2 separate regions of the Mus musculus genome follow, and region 1 is linked to region 2. The links are chromatin contacts, called in public HiChIP or PLAC-seq maps. All regions are on one chromosome and are shown on one strand. Each heading gives the region's core, a stretch centred on a gene start, on an enhancer-like site or on the middle of the called end of the contact. The rest is flanking DNA. Distances are from core to core; before and after follow the strand shown.

Evidence for each region. HiChIP or PLAC-seq counts read pairs in DNA pulled down with a chosen protein or histone mark.
Region 1: an H3K4me3 HiChIP or PLAC-seq map of bone marrow-derived macrophages shows a contact between it and region 2, with 4 times the contacts expected there. The contact joins the enhancer-like site here to the promoter of Togaram1 in region 2. A contact is called at or near these places in 4 of 39 promoter capture datasets (the C10 cell line, the HPC-7 cell line, hematopoietic stem and progenitor cells and 1 more), 17 of 484 Hi-C or Micro-C datasets (CD4 T cells, CD8 T cells, the G1E-ER4 cell line and 13 more), 7 of 115 datasets of contacts at active chromatin or transcription factors (the 230-238 cell line, the SCID.adh cell line, bone marrow-derived macrophages and 3 more) and 3 of 9 other capture datasets (adipose tissue, liver and pancreatic islet).

What each region holds. Positions count from the first base shown.
Region 1 is chr12:65,151,721-65,158,215 of GRCm38.p6, forward strand. Mis18bp1 (MIS18 binding protein 1) reads right to left here. Exons shown (of 14, transcript NM_172578.2): 4 at 5,272-5,345; 5 at 2,999-3,129; 6 at 2,086-2,173; 7 at 968-1,110. Among named protein-coding and RNA genes, the nearest start is that of Mis18bp1, 18 kb to the right of the region's middle. Within about 2 kb of position 2,786, at least 5 of the 459 cell types and tissues checked have an H3K27ac peak or open chromatin away from gene starts, as enhancers often do. A contact at or near this core is called in bone marrow-derived macrophages, where this site is marked.
Region 2 is chr12:64,960,286-64,966,999 of GRCm38.p6, forward strand. It overlaps Togaram1 (TOG array regulator of axonemal microtubules 1), which reads left to right and starts at 5,457. Exons shown (of 20, transcript NM_177805.3): 1 at 5,457-6,714. The coding sequence starts at 5,692. Klhl28 (kelch-like 28) reads right to left here and starts at 5,251. Exons shown (of 5, transcript NM_025707.3): 1 at 5,124-5,251.

The DNA of each region.
Region 1 (6,495 bases), core at 1,536-4,035, 190 kb after region 2:
ACATGTCACGTGTTTTTCTATAACATTTTCAATAATCATAGTTACAAGTCAGATTACTTCTCTAAAAAAGTGACCCAGTGTTATTTTTCATTTTGGAGTAAAACAGGCAGTAGGGTAGAGGTAATAGCAAGTAATAATAGTCCCAGGATTCTAGAAGATTCAAAATGTTCTAGAAATGATAATAAGCAACCAGCCAAAGTTAAGAAAACTTGATGACTTTTGTAAAAAGAAAGGATTGAGAAAGAGCTAAAGCTTTGGTAAGTGAAATGTCTGCCATCATTTACACTTCTAAATTATTACTTTCTTTGGTCTAGAAAAGATAAATAAGTTTCAAGGAGAAAGAGTTTAAATGACACAACGCCATTAGAGAGAGATGTAGTATATTTACATCTAACATGGTGCCACAGCTTTAGCAAAAATAATGTGCAATTCTCAGAGATTTTAAAAATTTGTATAGATCTTAGCTACAAAGTCAAGGTAAAATTCCAAGAAATGTACATAAAGGATTTCGGTAACTTTTATCATCTTACTATTATTTCATACATTATTTGTGAAAGTAGGGTAGTGTGAGAGGTAGATTATAATGTTAAAAAAGAGCTGACATAACAATTCTACCAACCTTTAAAGCACTTGCCACTTGAGTTTATATGCAAGTTCCTCCATAAAAGCAAATATAGATACTTGTCTCTACTACAAGATTGCTGATAGTGATAGTCTAAATATAATCTTTCATTAATATATTTATCAGGGGGTTGGGATTGTGATAAAGATTTACTCCGTGAAATAAAAAGAACGATGAAGCAGCAGTCTGCAACACAGTCACCTTAGTATAAAAAAGTATAAAAAAGAAGGAATTTTAAGGTCCTAATCAGTCAAAGAGCACCACACCACACATCACATACTACAAACAGTGTTAAGTTTATATAAGACTCTACCACTTCAGCAACAAAGAAAAATTTAGACCTACCTAAGCTATTATCATTAAGGTCATACGTGATGCTGGCCTTTTGGAGGACATAAGTTTCTTTATCTTCTGCATCTTTTTTTTTTGATTTTTGTTTTTCTTGGACTCTTGCTGTTTCCTGTCTGGTCTTGTTCTTTTTTTCAGCCCTAAAATAGTTGTGTTATTGCTTTCTCAAATATTGGTTCTCAACAACAACAATTAAAAAAAGGATGAAAGAAAAGAGAAGAAGAGAAGAGAAGAGCGCATCCCCACCAACAGGATAATCACAGAGCTCAAGGCCAGACTGGGCTACATACTGAGGTTAACCTGTTACATGAGACCCTTCTCAAAGCAAATATTTTTAAAAGACAAACAAACAAAAATATGTAATCTTATTTAAGAAAACTACATGACAATGAGTGTCCAGAAATAAAGTACTTACCTAGTAAATGTGAGGCCAGGATTAAAAAGCACTATTGGGAAGTTGTCTAGTTCTATAAGCAAGTTTTACTGAGACACAGCCATGCTCAATTTACACTACCTACAGTTGCTTTTCTGTTGAAAAGACAGAGTTAAATGGTCGAGAAAAGAAGCAACATGTCCAGAAAAATACCACCTGACACGTTCGAGGAAGAAATAGTCACCAGTTCTTATTATACAATACCTGTACTCAGATGAAGTTTAAAACTCTCTATCTCCTACTATCTCCTGAAGAACAAGAATTTATAAAATTTTTCTCTCAGTGTCTGCTAAGTACCTGGTAGGTACTCAAAAACTAATGAAAATTAACGGAGAAAAACGAATCAAGAATTTCAGTCCAATATTTAACAACTACACGCCATCCAAAGGGTAGGCGATTGATGAATTCTCCTTAGAAATGTGTCTCCAATTTTATTTTCTTTTTCAATTTACTCAACATGACAGAAAGTCTAATAAAGGTTTATTATTTCTAAAACCCCTAAAATCACAAAAATCTTCAAAACTATCACACAAACACAAAAACCCAGCAAAACCACATTACATCGGTTACATAAACATGAATTTGAAAAGGCACAGTATATTTTTTTATCTAAAATGAGTACATTTTAGGGACCATAACTTATACCTTGAAAAGCTGATTTTTAAAAATTTAGACAGTTTACCTTAATTGTTCTAGAAATTTATCAATGTGTTCCTTCCAGTTGTGGGGAAATCCAAACATAAATTTTCTTGTGAGATAACAGGGATATCCTATTTAACAATGAGCAAAACAAATACAAAATTATTTTAATTTAAAAAATAGAAAATGAAATTATCCAAAAGCCTAGGCTTTTAAAGAGGTCTCTCTAATTCACTGTCAGTCAAGAAATATGTACTTCTTTCTTGTTGTTGTTGTTTGTTTTTCGAGACAGGGTTTCTCTGTGTAGCCCTTGGCTGTCCTGGAACTCACTCTGTAGACCAGGCTGGCCTCGAACTCAGAAATCTGCCTGCCTCTGCCTCCTGAGTGCTGGGATTAAAGGCGTGCGCCACCATGCCTGGCAAAATGTGTACTTCTGATTCACTATATGCTAAGTACTGCTAGAGTACTGAGGACCCATTAGTTAGGGAAATAAAATCCCCATCATTACACACTGAATTTCTATTATATAAGAGAAGAAGCAAATGCAGAAAGTAAAATTCTTTGCTAGATTGATATCACAGAAAAAGTAGTTAAACATATTCATAGGAGAAAAGGAGAAGACAGCAATTTCAAAAGGAGGTAGTCAGGGAAATTCTACTGACATAGAAAGCCAGGGCATAGGAACCTGAGGGAATGAGTCATATGGGAAAATGGAATCCAAATATTAAAAATAGGAAATGAAAAGCCTTGTGACAGAGAGCTGGTTTGTTTGTGAAATAAGACAAGCAAAGCTGAACTGTAATGAAGAGTCAGTACTAGGCATATACTGAAATGAGTAATAAAAGTCGTGATTGTGTGGGACACTACAAGGGGTCGGGTCAATTTATGATCCTGGGATTTATTTAGGAAAGAGGAGAGGCTATAGAAAGATTTAACTAATAATGATGCCCACTTACCTGCTTCTTTCATGGAGACCGAGTCTATCAATCCTTTTAAGATATAAATGTTGCCTGATAAGGTCCTAAGTTCATTGTGTTTAATCCGCTCTATAATTACATTGCTATGCCAATAAACATCAGTCATATCTCTAGGGGGGGAAAAGAATAAGTTTAATAAGGTCAAAGTATTTATACTTTACTAGGAACTGTATATACACATAGAAGCATACAAACTTATAATGAAGGACTGGGTGTGAGCCAGTTATGTGTAATCTCAACACCTTGTATATAAAAGCAGGAGGAGTGCTCTAGGTTTGAGACCAGCTTGTTCTACATACTAAGTTCCATGCCAACGAGGGCTTCATAGTGAGATGCAATCTTGATGTCACTCTCCACTTCAAAAAGGAAGTATTCATTCTGTACTCTTAGCTATCACAACAATAACAGCATTATTAATCTAATTACAAAACATCTGAGGACTAACCAGTACAGAATTCAACTGCTTGGCTAATGTGATCCTCAGAGTCTATGCCAAGAAACTATACTGTGGTCAATCAATCTATATACCTGATATAAGATATAGCATTAGCAAGGAAAGAAAAACTGTCAACAAACATTTCCTGATGGCAACATCTGACATTTCAGCTTAATAGTTCCTAAGCCTTCAAAGATTTTGGTGGCCCTTCACATTTTTGTTGGCTTTTTGTAGAAATGCTATTTTTGTTTATTCAGATACTGTCTTTCTGGGATTTTTTTCCCACATATTTGTGTGCACACCATGGAATTCATATAGAGCCAGAAATAGCTTCTGGGAATCAGTCCTTTACTACCAACTTATGGAACCTGGGGACCAAACTAAGGCTGTATAGCCTTGCAGCAGGCTCTGCCCTGTGAGCCATCTTGCTGGCTCCTGGGTCTTACGATGCTACCCAAGATAGCCTTAGACTTCTACATCCTCCAACTACCTGAGATTACAGATTACATGTGCACCCAACTCCCTCCCGCCTACTTCATGTTCAAAAATGTCAAGTACATCTATCTCATTTTAAAGGTTTTTTTTTCATATTTTTAAAAATATAAATACATAGGCCAATATTTTTACCTTCTATTTTGTAAAGAGGGTCTACTTAAGAGAAAACAAAGTAGCAAATCACTGACCTAGAAATCTACTCTTCATACATCACTAAATGAAACTAGTAGCTAAGTGCAAAGCATTTTTCATATAACAGATAGTAAACATACTCATGCTATAAAAAAGTTCTCTCAATTAAATAAATTAGGATTAAACTGATGACACTATACCATAATACTTTTTTTTTGCTTTATTGTGGTTTGAGGGGAGGTGTGAGGTTTTTTTGTTGTTGTTGTTTGTTTTTTTGGGTTGTTATTTTGGTCCTGGTGTTGTTTAAGATATGGTCTCTCTACATAGCCCCTGCTATCTTCGAACTATGTAGATCAAGCTGCCTCCAAACTCACAAAGATTCTCCTGCCTCTGCCACCAGAATTGTTAGGGCTTAAAGGTGTATGCCACCACAGCCCACAGCGTCTTTAAAAGGCATGTTTCTTTATTCTTTGATACTGCAAATATTAATTCACTTAATTCTCTACCTACAGCAAAGCTGAGCACTAAGCATGAATCAAAAGTCATCTTCAAGTACATACTGTACTTAGAGTACCCACGGCCAGCCTGGGCTACATGATACACTCTCCAAACAAGAAGAGCCTTCCCACAGTATTAATCATATTAGTGTTATCACTGTACTAATGAAGAAGTTGAGCCTCGTAGAGTAGAAGCAATTTTAATTTGTTCAAGTAACATTGGTAGTAAGCAGTATTAGTGAAATCCCTGCAAAGGCAATTTATGCTGCATTTTAGACATGAAAAAGGGGATAAGGCTGTAAGATAGTCTACTAGTAGACTTATATGTTTAGCCTTGAAACAGTGATCATTGACATTGTGTCAGCACAAGTTGTTTACTATGGAGAGGCTGGTTCTCAGAAATAGAACAGAGCACCAGAGTTAAAGCCTACTGTCTGACAATGCGTTCACTTTGGAGAACCAAAAGTGTCAATTAACATGTAACTACTGGGAACTTTAAATAATTTTGATCCTTTCATGGATCAGTAATTTACATCAAACATCTTTAGCAAGGCACTGATGTCATGTTTTACTTTTGCCTTCAGTTTATAACCTCATTAGAACATGTTTTATAGAAAGATGCTATTCGTCACTCATCACTTAAATACAGCTAACTTAATCATATTGAAAGAACATTTAAATGTTATACTTACACCAGCTTTCCTTCTACACATATAGCAGTATTATTATTGATGACTTTAATCATCCATTCCTGTAGGTGGACTGCCTAATCAAGCATAAAAAAATATTTCTTGTACTATTTGCACATAGCATTACAGTCAGCATTTAGCATTAGAAAATGTGAATTACAAGAAAAGCCCCATGTAATCCTCGTGGTTTCTAAGTAGCCATCTATATAGGAATCAGCCCATTTAAAGCACCAATTGTTAAAACTACAATATTGAAAGAAAGAAAAAAATACAGAAACTTAACTGAGGCTGTACTATATGGCTTGCCTGTAATCCAGAAGGATCTACATTTTAAATACTCATACAAAATGGCTTAGCCAAAAGGAAGAGGAGACTCCTAACATATACACTGAACCACCGAATCTTACAGAAAACACAGCAACTTAGGGGGATGAAAATGCAAAATGTATTCCCAAGTGAGTTCCAGGACAGCCAGGGCTACACAGAGAAACCCTGTTTCAAAAAACCAAACCAAACCAAAACAAAACCAAAAAAGCCTTGGAACTCACTTTGTAGACCAGGCTGGCCTGCAACTCAGAAATCCACCTGCCTCTGCCTCCCAAGTGCTGGGACTAAAGGCATGTGCCACCACACCAGGCAGGCTTAAAATTCTTATGCTAACTGGTATAAACAGGCATGGTAGAGATGAAGAAGTACTAGGAAATCTTAGAGTAGTTTTATTCAAACTTTATACATTTATGTCAATATCCAAACATTTTATCATTATGTCAAACATTAAATGTTTGTAAATAACAATTTGTAGCAAATAACTGATTATAAAATTGCAACCACTTCATCATTTCTAAAACCAAGATAAAATTACATAGTATCTCTCAATTGGATACCCACTAATACCTACTTAAAACTTAATGGACACACTTTTAACAGTTAGAAATTTTACATTGTCCTTTTTCTTTGTTTAGTACTGGAAGATCAAGCCTAAGTTTCATATATGCTTGTATTTCTTCTTGAACTGATAATACATTCCCTTCAAAAAAAAGTGCCTCAATTCAACATAGTTTGATGCTTTAAAGTATTTTACTGTTCATCTTATATAGCTTTTATCAAGAAAAATCTCAACTCTTTATCTGTTATAATTCCTTTCTATTTCAAATGTTAATAATTCCTAAAAAGTTGAAATAAAAGTAGGAGCAATGTCAGTGTTCATTTCTTCCAGGCATAAGTGAA
Region 2 (6,714 bases), core at 4,207-6,706:
AATGCTCAGCTAAAATAATTATAGTTAGAACTTTAAATAGAGAAGGTAAAATAGGGAAGCGCAGAGGTGAGGGAGCCAGACGGCCTGCTTTCAGCTCGCCTGGTGATGCTTACGCTTGTGAACAGTGAGAATCAGGGCAGCTCTTTCCAGCCGACATACTGTAAATTTTACTTGTAACTTATTTAATATTCGTAACTTTGATTATACCTGGTTCTTAGCCATTTATATATAAATGTCTAAAAGTAACTCAAAGAAAAAATAATTTCTGCTCTTTAAAACCCTTGCTATCAGTTTTACTGTGTTCATTTATCTCACCAACAACAACCTTGTAGAGAAGGGCAGGCAAGTACTGTGGAAACAGGAAAGAATAGGGAACAAAGTGTGAACTAGAGCCAGAGAAGTCTGAGTCAAGTGCAAAGTTAGCCAAATGTATCGAACAGCTCTATGACCTTGGATATATGGTAATTTAATATCTGGGTATATTAAATGTTCTATCAGGCTGAGACTGGTGGCTTATGCCTGCAATCCAAAGCACTTAGGTGGCTGAGGCAGGAGGATTTACGGTGAGTTCCAGACCAACCTGGGTACAGGATGAAACCTTCTATTTTACCTTCCTTATTTAAGGTTTTAATTGCAACTATTTAGTTGAGCATTAAAAATAAGATTTATGTAAACTTTATTCCTAATAATTGTTGTTGGTAGTGAGCAAGCTTCCTGTCTCAAACAATTCTAAAAGTGTAAGCCTATAAAGAATAAATGATAAATATACACACATGGAAATGCCCAGATCTCACAAACAGTACATCAGGGCACTAAAACAAATCAAAGAGGAGTCTAGGTAACGATATTCCCTTCACTGATGGTGTAACAGTACATCTGATACACTGAGTTGCCTCTACATGATAGTCATATTTTTTTAAACTTCTGCTAAAGTAAAACAAATATCAAATGAGTACTATGTATCTATTGTGTATCTATGAACTAATCAAGTCAATAATGAACAAACAGTATCAATGTCAAACTTTCAACAAGGTAACAGCACTGTACTTCATTTCTAATTATATTCATGTTGTACCAACACCCATAATATGTTAAAAGAAGAGTTCATACTTTTAGGTTGTTATAACCAAGATAATAAAGGACAGGTTGCAAGTTTAGTATCTATCTACTTAATTGACACCTAAGCTACAAAGAGGTGGTGCTGAAATCAGCTGGGAGGCAATTAACTGTCCCCATACAAATAGAGATCACAGTCGAGCACAGAAATAGAAAAGAAGATCTGCGTAAAAAAATCCAATGTAATTTAACAAGTCAGATTTTTATCATAACTGCTGTCATTAAATTTTCATCCCACAGTTCATTTTTCCTTACAGTAGAATCTAACCAATTATAATATATATTTTTACCAGTACATATCTATAGAATAAATTGGCAAAATTGCATTTCGTCTGACAACTATTTTTATTAGACCTAGAGAAACCAAAGTAAAACTAGCTTCCTGTCACTAACATGAATCCTTATATCTTGGGTTTGGAAATATGCAGCAGAAAGCAAGGGCTATATATATAGAGAGAGACCCTGTCTCAAAACAAAGTAACAAAAACAAAACAAAATAAAACAAAAACTAAAAATTTCTTAACTTTATTAAAGCTCTGACACAACTAGTAAGATTCAGAACAGACACAGAAAAAATAGATTAAAATACATAATCAAATAATACATAAAATATAAAGATTAATAATGGAAAAAATCAAATTTTATCTGATAGTCTTAGCACCCTCCCCCTTTTTACCAAACTTCTAAAAGCTCTAAGCAAAGAGTTAAATTGACTAATTTAAGTTTTATTTTCTTCCTCTGATCCTTAAAATGCGAACCCTGGTGTTGTTGAGAGGATTAGATCAGTATTTACAAAGTAGCTAGCACAGTACTTGGCAGATAACACACAACAAAGGACTACAATTACTGCTTAATAGTGATAACATCTCATTTACATTGTACTTATTAATGAAGACTTCTTAAATTGTGCAGGTTTTTATAGTTTACAGGATTTAGTTTTCATTTCCATTATTTCAAGGATGCCTATAAAACTTAGGTAAGAACACACAAAGACATAAAGTGATTCATCCAACAACTTCATTATCTCTGGCTCTAGAAACAGTGTTTACGCTACTTAAATACACCTCAAAGAATGAGGTATACCTTCCTGTAATCTGCTAACTTTGTTTAAAATATTTTGAAATCATTAAAATTTGCTGCACTCAAATTTACAACTTTTAGTATGGCCCTAAATATTTCTATTCAAATTTCTGAGGTTTACTTTTACAACAAAAAAATGCACTCCTATTATCTTATTAAACTTTTTTTTTCTTTTAAAGCAAAGCCTTTATTCCCAGCACTTAGGAGGCAGAGGCAGGCAGATCTCTGAGTTTAAGGCCAGCCTGGTCTACAAAGTGAGTTCTTGAATAGGAAAGGCTACACAGAGAAACTCTGTCTTGAAAAACCAAAAGAAGAGAAAAGCCTGTTCTTTATCTAATTCTATTATTACATACAAATGTTTTTCTAGTAAATACAGAAAGGACTCCTAGACTTCAAAAATAAGATTAGAAGAAACTTAAGTACTTCTAATAGATATAAATAAAATATATTAAATAAGATTTATGTATAAGATCATCTTAAAAGGTACTAATAAAGGTGACAGTGTAGTCTAATTCCCCAAACAGCCACAATGAAACTAATGCATTTTCCAAGTTTTCTAAAAGCCATAATGTAATAGACATAAATAAATTACAATCTGTAACACACATTGAGCTACAGGGACCTGAGAGAAAGGAGGACTCATTTTGCTTTGCTTGCAGGAAAATAATAGGACTATTGCTTGATTTATGGATCCATGTCTCTTCAGTAGTGTTCTTTGCAGAGGGAAAGGAAAATTCTTATATTTATGCCATAACCAATAATGAAACATTATCCAAGACTTCCTAAGTTCCTTTTCTTTGATACTGATTACAACACAACCTCAGTCTGGTTAGTAACTTGGCTTCCTAAGTCCTTAGATACATGAAGAGTTTGCTGGATTTTTCAATCTGAAAATTCTGGTGACTAGAAAGAATTACCTTCTACTTCAACATAAACTGACATTCTAATGTGGACATTCTACTGTATACATCAGTCTCCTGTTCCCTTTCATGTGGACTGGGTTCCTGAAGTCTCAGCATACATGAAAAGAAGTATGCATGTAAGCTTTTGAGGTTGGATATGAGAATCTGTCTTTCTGTCCCTCCAAGCTCCCATAATAGTGTAGGTGTAATTCAGAACCTTGCACATGTTAGGCAAGTGCTCTCTAAGACCTACACCCAGCCATCCGGTACTCATTCTTTTTCACTGACCAGCATTATAATCATCTCTTGGTTTTCATTTCCATCCTTACTCTCTCTAAAAATAGAAAATGGGTGGGGACAGCAGCACGTCTGTTATTGTTTTTCTACTAAAATACATGTGTTAAACCAAACTCAGGCAGATCTACTTATACATCCAAATGATGAATGAAGGCTGTGGACGACACTCAGTGGCAGAACACTTCCCAGCATGAACAAAGCCCCTCGGTTCAGTGTTCAGGACAGTGAAATAACACAGAACAGCAGCAGCAAACCACAAAACAGAAGATAAAAGAAAGTGAAGAAACCCACCAAAGCTTTAAACCAAAGCACAGGATACATGGTTATACAGCCTCATTTATATTAATACTTTTTCCAAAATAAAAAATTAAGAACATTTTAATTATGTTATAATAAAAACTAATAAATACAATTTCAACTTGCATCACCAGGAGTATTAATTATTGTTATAAAGCACTTTGATACATGTGACTCAATTATTTCAAGATTTCAAAAAATAATATAGCTGGGTATGGTGGCACAGGGCTTTAATCCCAACACTTGGGAGGCAGAGGCAGGCAGATCTCTAAGTTGGAGGCCAGCCTGGTCTACACAGGGAGTTCAGAACAACTAGGACTAGACAGGAAAACCCAGTCTCAAAATAATAAAATAAAATAAAATAAAAATTGAGAGATATCCATTTAATACAAAGAGGGACAGAAATACTTTTGCATTTGAAGAATATAAGCTTGGAACTTCAAATTATAACTCAGTCTTTTCTCACTGAAAAGTAATTGTATTATTTCTTTTAAAAGTCTGCCGAACAACAACAAATCTGTTTTCAAGCTTGGTTTGACAGTGCACACTGGTAATCTCAACAATCAGAAGACTGATAGGAGGGTCAAGACTTCAAGACCAGCTTGGGCTATACAGTAATTCAGCATTAATGTTTCAAATACAGACACACAAAAAAGTTGCTCTTTCATGCCCCAAAGGGGTGTGGCCGTATAGGAGATACTCTTAGTTGAACTGAGTCTATTTATAGTTTCTTTTACAAAAAAAAAAAAAACACTCATCAGCTATCAAATTCTCATTTTGCTTAAAATAATGTCTATCAACCTAAATCCTCTGTGCAGAATTCTCTTAGGACTGTAATGCTAAGAACTTGCACCACAACTGAAATTGTCTAGCGATCTCCGTCTCCAGGAGACTGAAAGACTGCAGAGACTCTGGAGTATCCTAGGGGAGATGGGAAAGGTGGAGGTGGGGCGAAAGGAAAAGTCCCACAGAGGAGTTAAAAGATAAAGGCTTTAAGCACTCCGTTTAATGCAAAGGGGAAAACACTGATTCTACCTATCTATAAGAAAACTTGGTGATGCGGACAATGAAAAGGGACAGAAGCCTTTAACACTCCATAGCCAGCGGGTGAAGAGAGGAAAAGGAGGCAAGGGAGAAGAGGGCGGGGCGAGGAAGGTCCCCAACGACAAGAAAGTCTTTTTTAAAAAAGTACTCTGTGTGCTTGGCCTCGGTTAGGTTCTCCTGTACTACTAAGCAGGCTGCAGGTAGAAAGAATCTTATTTTGGACAGCAGTGAGTAGAACGTTTACAATGGTAACCAGCACTGTGCAGAACATGTCGTCTCTCTCTGCCTGCTCTGGTCCAGTTCTTTGCCTCGCATTCTGGCTCCTGGGGCACTCGGGGAACACACCACCAAAGCCTGCACCACTGTATAATAGCAAAAGGAAAATACCTGAGTCCCAGGAATAACACCTGCAGCAACAGGAGGAGGAGCCACGGAAAACTGGAACCCGGGATGGGATCCTCTCTTGCTCCCGTCAAACCTCAACTCTTATGGGTGGGGTGGAAAACTTCCGCCCCGGACAAGGGAGCGTCATTTCCGTCTAAGGCCTTGACCCCGCCTCTTCATTCTGGCTACGTTCAGACTTCCTCTTCCAGGAATCTTCGGCCTATGCTTTAAGTCCTTACATGGACTACATAACCCAGCATCCACCGCGGCAGATTGGTTTCCGGGTCAAGAGGTCCGCTCTGGGTGCATCACCATGGAAGCGCTCGGTTTGGTCACGTGGTGGCCCTGGTTACGCCGGGTGGCGCCTGTGGGGTCCCAGGCTCAGCGGGGGCCATTTTGCCGGAGGCTGGCTCCGGGAGTGGAAGGCCCGAGCGGCCTGGCAGCTGACCGGAGCCGTTCCTTCTCTTCCTCTGCAGCTCGGGGCTTGGAGAGGAACTGGAAGGCTGGGCTTCATCCAGCCCTCCCAAGACGGCAATGGTTCCCTCCAGCTCTCGCTACCTGACGACCCTCCATGGCGGCCGCGCCTTCCGAGCTGCTCCCGCTGCCGCCTCCTGCGACCCCTGGTTCCTATCGCCTCCTGAGCCGCTGTCGTCCTTACGCCCCAGGGACTGATGGTCGTCGATCCGGGGGCACCATGAGAGGCGAGAAAAACTATTACTGCCGTGGGGCTGCCGGGGATCATGGCTCCTGCCCCGCGACGCCGTCGCCTCTGGCCTCGACCCTCCTGTTACCGGCGGAGGCTGTTTCAACTAGCTGGTCCGGGCCTGGAAGTGGGCTCTCGGGCGGAGATGAGGAGGAGACTCGGCTTCTTCAACTCCTGCGCACCGCACCGGATCCTTCCGAGGCGTTCCAGGCTTTGCAGGCTGCCTTGCCGCGGCGAGGCGGCCGGCTTGGCTTTCCCCGCCGCAAGGAAGCCTTATATCGGGCGCTGGGCCGAGTGCTTGTGGAAGGCGGCAGTGAGGAGAAGAGGCTCTGCTTGCAGCTTCTCTCGGACGTTCTTCGGGGTCAGGGCGAGGCGGGTCAGCTGGAAGAGGCCTTCAGTTTAGCGCTTTTGCCTCAGCTCGTTGTCTCGTTACGAGAAGATAACCCTGCCCTACGGAAAGATGCGCTGCAGATCCTGCATATTTGTCTTAGGCGTAGTTCTGGGCAGGTCCTGCGAACTCTCATCCAAGGCCTGGAAAGTCCAGATGCCCGGCTTAGAGCTTCCACTGCGCTGTTGCTCCCTATCTTGTTCACTCCTGAGGATTTGTTGCAGGGTTTGGATCTCACTGAAGTAATAATATCTCTGGCCCGAAAGCTTGGCGATCAGGAGATGGAAGAAGAATCCGAGACAGCCTTCTCTTCACTTCAACAAATTGGAGAACGACTTGGTCAAGAGAGGTTTCACTCCTACATCTCGCGTTTGCCTTCTGCACTGAGGAGGCACTACAATCGCCGCCTGGAGTCCCAGTATGGAAGTCAGGTTCCTTATTATTTGGAGCTAGAAGCCTCCGGGTTTTCTGAAGATGCTGCCCCGTGTGTAGTGAATCTTTCC